Regions from separate parts of the Sus scrofa genome. Here region 1 is linked to region 2. A link is a contact called in public Hi-C data. All regions are on one chromosome and are shown on one strand. The core of a region is the stretch at or near the end of the contact, and the rest is flanking DNA. Distances in the headings are between cores, read along the strand shown.

What was found. A called contact is a pair of places that touch in the nucleus more often than the background predicts.
Region 1: a contact with region 2 is called in a Hi-C map of alveolar macrophages, with 5 times the contacts expected there. The contact joins two enhancer-like sites. A contact is called at or near these places in 1 of 5 promoter capture datasets (liver), 23 of 47 Hi-C or Micro-C datasets (alveolar macrophages, blood, embryonic fibroblasts and 11 more) and 2 of 2 datasets of contacts at active chromatin or transcription factors (alveolar macrophages and skeletal muscle).

The regions. Positions count from the first base shown.
Region 1 is chr13:18,156,126-18,158,825 of Sscrofa11.1, reverse strand. GPD1L (glycerol-3-phosphate dehydrogenase 1-like protein) reads right to left here. Exons shown (of 8, transcript XM_003483139.4): 5 at 1,571-1,683. Among named protein-coding and RNA genes, the nearest start is that of GPD1L, 31 kb to the right of the region's middle. Within about 2 kb of position 1,350, at least 19 of the 83 cell types and tissues checked have an H3K27ac peak or open chromatin away from gene starts, as enhancers often do. A contact at or near this core is called in alveolar macrophages and liver, where this site is marked.
Region 2 is chr13:18,081,481-18,084,180 of Sscrofa11.1, reverse strand. No RefSeq gene overlaps it. Among named protein-coding and RNA genes, the nearest start is that of GPD1L, 44 kb to the left of the region's middle. Within about 2 kb of position 1,295, at least 13 of the 83 cell types and tissues checked have an H3K27ac peak or open chromatin away from gene starts, as enhancers often do. A contact at or near this core is called in alveolar macrophages and liver, where this site is marked.

The DNA of each region.
Region 1 (2,700 bases), core at 101-2,600, 75 kb before region 2:
CTCTGTCATGCTAGCAGCACAAATCCACTGGTAGGCTTCCTGCCAACAGAAATGAAAAGCTAGGCTAAGTTCAGACACAAGACCAGCATGTGGTCCCATTAATAGAAGCTTCTCCAGAGCCCTCCATTTAGCAGCTTTCTTCTCCCCCAGCACCTTTGCTCTGGGCAGGGTCTCACAGCATCTCCACCCACCACCAAACTTTAAAACAGCTTTGGAGCACCCAGACCTTGCTGAGCAATTAGGCCTTCATGGTGCCTCTGCTGGTGAGTGGTCATTAGTTTAATGAAGGACTATTAAAAACCCATAAAAATCTCAACCAACAAAAATAAACAATGCAGCCAAAGCCAGCATCTTAGCCATATAACAGGCTGAGTGCAATGTGAGATTACCCCCTAAGCACTCAGAAAGATGGACGCAGGCTGCCTGGGAGTCCAAGTGATATTAATTCTAGAAGGTGGTTTTGAATTCTGACTAGAAAAAAAGATGTACTGTTTGAAGAGTGGGAAGACACTCTCTGGGCTGGTCTCCCTGCATTTTTCTAATCTTTGCAATTTCCACCCGACAAAGTGAGGCAAATGCCAGATTACTTAATTTCCTTCCCTAGGCACTCAAGTTCCTGAAAAGCAGTTGCTGCTACAAAAGAAATGACTCAAAAGGGTTATTCGTTCACATTGAGGCTTTTTATTCCCCGCCTCCGCCCCCCCCCCCCCTTTGAGATGGCAGTAAGACAGCTCTGATTCCAAGGGGAGAAGGATCACAAGTTGAAGTCCAGTTCCCTGCTGGCTCTTTCCTGTAGTCAGGATACAGGGACCATACGGCAACCACGAGTTTGTGTTTTTTTTTTTTCTTCTTGGCCTCAGTGTACAGCAGCTTACAGGGATCTCGGTTCCCAGCAGACCGGGGATTGAACCCGGGCCACAAGCAGTGAAAGCGCTGAGTCCTAATCACCAGACCACCAGGGAACTCCCTTCTATGTACCCCTTTTAAAACTTTGAAAGGCAGAAGGGAATATCTCAGGAGCCCAAGTCCAAGGGCAGAAACTCCCCTTGACCCGCCCAAGCCACTAGCCAATAGAAGCTGCTTCTTTAATCTGACCTTTTCCTTTTTTAGATAAAGCTATTCTTAGAAAAACCTGTCTCAGCAGACTGCTTTTTTTCCTTTAAAAAGAGCCAGCCACATTATCAAACCCATCAGTGGCACATTCACAGTGACCAAGTTCCTCCTCCAAGTTCAAGATAATGTGTAAGGTGAAAAGGTATCAATTAATAGAAGACTCCCTGCCAGGGGAGATTCCAAGATCAAAGTCCACCCCTTGCTTTCCAAATGTTAATGTGGTCAGTTTCCCCAACAACAAAACACCACAGTGCCTCCCAGATTTACAAATAAAAGCAAACCGCAAATTGAGAGGAAATATCACTGTCCAGGAAAGGCTGGGGCGAAGCAGGAAGTGATAAACAAGGCTGCCAATTCACTGTTCTGCTCCAAGAACACCCACAGAACACAGAGCGCTGCTTGGGGACTGGTTGCAATAACGCCAATGGCGGGGGCAGAAATAATAGGGCTGCTTTACCTTCAGAGCACCACAAAGTTCAACGGTGTCTGCATCATCCACCACCGTAATTCGAAAATTCGGAGTCTGCAGAAGTTCTTTGAAGAGAAGGCCATTCTCCATGACCTTGCTGCCTATTCAAAGGTTAGAGAAAAGGAAATTAATAACAGCCTTTCGGCCTAATTTTCATATCTAACACAGTTCAAAATGACTTTCTTCTTATTACAAAAGTAACATATGTTCCTGATAGGAAATTTAGAAGTCAGAGAACTAGAAAGAGAAAATTAAAATAGTCTGTAATTCCACCCCAGATCATCATTAACAATTTGGCATACATCTTTAACTTACTGGAAGAGGAATACATAATACAGTTTTTTGCAAAATTGAGATCATAACGTGGATGTGGTTTCATAATCTGCTTTCCCTCACTTACGGCAAGAATAATTTTCAGTGACATCATATGCTTCCTACATTTTTTATTTTTATTTTTGGCTGCACCCGAGGCATGTCGAAGTTCCCAGGCCACGGATCACACCTTCACCACAGCAGTGACAATGCTGGACCCTTAACCTGCCGAGCCACAAGGGAACTCCCATTTTCTACATTATTTTAAGTGGCTGTTTTGTGTTCTCCAGATGTGAGCAGGAGACTGGCACTTGCCGTCTGCCTCTACATGGATTGAATCATGAGCCACTGCAGCTGCTGACCCTCAACACCCCCTGAAAAGTGCTCAGGTTATGGCACACTGAGAAAACTGGCAGAACAGGTCTTCATATAGTTAAGATATTTTCAAGAGAAGATTGCATGAGCCCAATTCTTGCATCTCCTCATATATAGAAAAGCATATCGTATCTAGAAAATCCTTATCCATATCATCCATAAAATCCATACCTCTTCGTATCTAGAAAATCTTTCATGGTGACACCTGCTCTTTGTGACTAGTAGTAACCTTCATGGGAGATTTAGCAGCGAACTTCTATGAAATGTGTGTTTGATTGCATGTACCCTTCTCCCTTCACCAAAATCACATACATACTGACATTCTTTGTCACTGACAGGCCTTTGGAGCGGTTTCTCAGAGGTATCTGAGATGCTGCCTCTCAAGCTATACAGTCCTCGCTTTGCCCCAAACAAACTTTAACTCACTCATA
Region 2 (2,700 bases), core at 46-2,545:
GGAAGGAAGGATTGAGGGAAGAAGGATGAAAGGTAGGAAGAGAGGAAGGAAGGGAGGAAGAGGCATTTAGAATTTGGCAGTCAGTCAAAAGATCTTTTTTGGGGGGGCCACACCCATGGTGTTAGAAAATTCCCAGGCCAGGGATCAAACCAGTAGCACAGCAGTATCAATGCTGGATCCTTATCCTACCTAGCCACCAGGGAGTTCCCCCAAAAGATTTTTTTTTTCCTTCTTTTTTGGCTACTCCATGGCATCTGGATTTCCCGGGCCAGGGGCCAAGGGCGAGGGGCCAGGGTTCAGATCCAAGCCTCAGATACAACCTAGGCCACAGCCCTGGTGATGCCAGATCCACTGTGCTGGGTTGGGATCAAACTTCCGTCCCAGCACTACAGAGACATTGCCAATCCCACTGTGCCACAGCAGGAACTCTTTTTTTTTTTTCTTCTTTTTAGGGCCACACCCATGGCACATGGAGGTTCCCAGGCTAGGCGTCCAGTCGGAGCTACAGCTGCCAGCCTACACCACAGCCACAGCAACATCAGATTTGAGCCAAGTCTGCGATCTACACCACAACTCATGGCAACACCAGATCCTTAACCCACTGAGCAAGGCCAGAGATCAAACCCGCAACCTCATGGTTCCTAGTCAAATTTTTTCCACTGTGCCACAATGGAAACTCCAGAACTCATTTTATTTTATTTTTTCTTCTTTTTTGTCAGAAGATTTTTAAAGGGACTGCTAGACTCTTTGGTGATGTGTGGGGCAGGAGAAACACAGGTAAAATATGGAAGGAACCTTCCGCAACCAAGGTACAGATCATTAGAGACGATAAAGCTGCATGCCAAGAGTGCAGCCAAAAAAAAATTTAGGTTAATTTTGTCTGATTTGCATCCAGTCTTCTCATTAATGAATATGAAACATTGCAGGTGAAGCTGGAATCCCTTTTCATTACGACACCACCCCCACTTCCCTCCGGCTCTGTGCTCTGACTTCAGCCAGCCTGATGAGTTTGGTCTGTGTCTTTCAATCTGTATTTGATAATTTTCGTACATAATTGTAGACAACGCAGGGTGTTCATTACGTATCTTTTCATAAATCAGCGACCCCTCAGCTGGCCATGGCTATTCTCACTGAATCTAGTGTCCTAGAACTCCAGAGCTGTTTCTCTCTAGGCAAGAACATAGCTTTTCTGGGGGCTGATGCAGATCTGTGGATGCAATGCGGCATCTCTGGCCCAGAATTGAGGGTGTTACTGAGGAAGTGAAGCGGGCTCGGGGGAATTTTGGTCCTGTGCATGCTTCCTCAGCTTAGAGCTGTCTTGGCTAAAAATAGCGGAAGCTGTTCACCATCTGCAAAGCACAGCTGTGCAGGCCCCTGTTTTGAAATGAAAAGAAGGTTAGCATTGCCGAGCATTTCCCAAGAACAACCTTTGCTCACTAGGCAAAAGGTAATGCAGATATTAACTGATAGAGAGTTTTCTCCCATGACCATTGCCGTGTGTGGTAGGAACCACCCTGCTTTATAGTCACTACAGGGCTTTATTCTTATTTTTGTTTTTTTGGCTGCGTACATAGCATATGGAAGTTCCCAGGCCAGGGATCAAACCCACACCACAGCAGTGACAATGACAGCCTCTTAACCTACTAAGCCACCAGGGAGCTCCACTAAGGAACCTTTTAGACGCATGTAGTTCCTTTGGCTGTCCCTTTAGGCATCCCTGTAATCACATCAATCTAGATTCTTAGTTGAAGTTGTATGAAGCAGAAAAGGAACTCCTTAAACAACATTAAGGTTCTCAGAGTTCCCATTGCGGCTCAGCGGTTAACGAATCTGACTAGCATCCATGAGGATGCAGGTTCGAACCCCAGCCTTGCTTAGTGGGTTAAGGATCTGGTGTTGCCGTGAGCTGTAGTGTAGGTCGCAGTCACAGCTTGGATCCTGCGTTGCTGTGGCTGTTGTGTAGGCCGGTAGCTACAGCTCTGATTCGACCCCTAGCCTGAAAACCTCTATATGCTGTGGGTGTGGCCCTAAAATTAAAAAAAAAAAAAAAGCAAACAACATTAAGGTTCTTACAGAAGCTTAGTGAGGGCCAAGGAGTTAAGTTTGGAGGCCATGTAACTAGGAACAATGCCCAATGCCCTACTCCAGCATTTCTTTCCAAAACTTATTTCTGTGACCCTCATCTGCGGCTATGCTTCCTTATAATATAAATATTTTTATAAAAGTGGTATGTGTATATAGGTGTACCTGTACATGTTACAAATTTCAAAAGGTAAGAGAGGATAAAAAGGAAAAAAAAAGTCTTCTTCCTACTACTCCAGTGGCTCACTTTTCCTTCACAGAGGTAGCCTTATTTTCAGTTCCTTATGCGTTCTTCCAGAGAAATGCTATGCATATATATGGGTTTATAGATTAGGTTTTCCCTATACAAATGATAGCACACCATATACCATAGAGTCTGCAACATTCATTTACCACCTAACACTGTATCTTGGAGATTATAAGTACAGAACTGCATCATATTTTTTCAGGAACCGTATCAGTTAGGCTAGGGTAGGTTAGGCCACAGTAACAAAGAACCCCCACTCGTGAGGGTAGCATTCCCCTGATACCAAAGCCAGACAAATATATCATAAGAATAGAAAATTACAGATCAAAACTCCTCCTGAGCACAGGCACAAAAATTCTAATGTCCTTCGA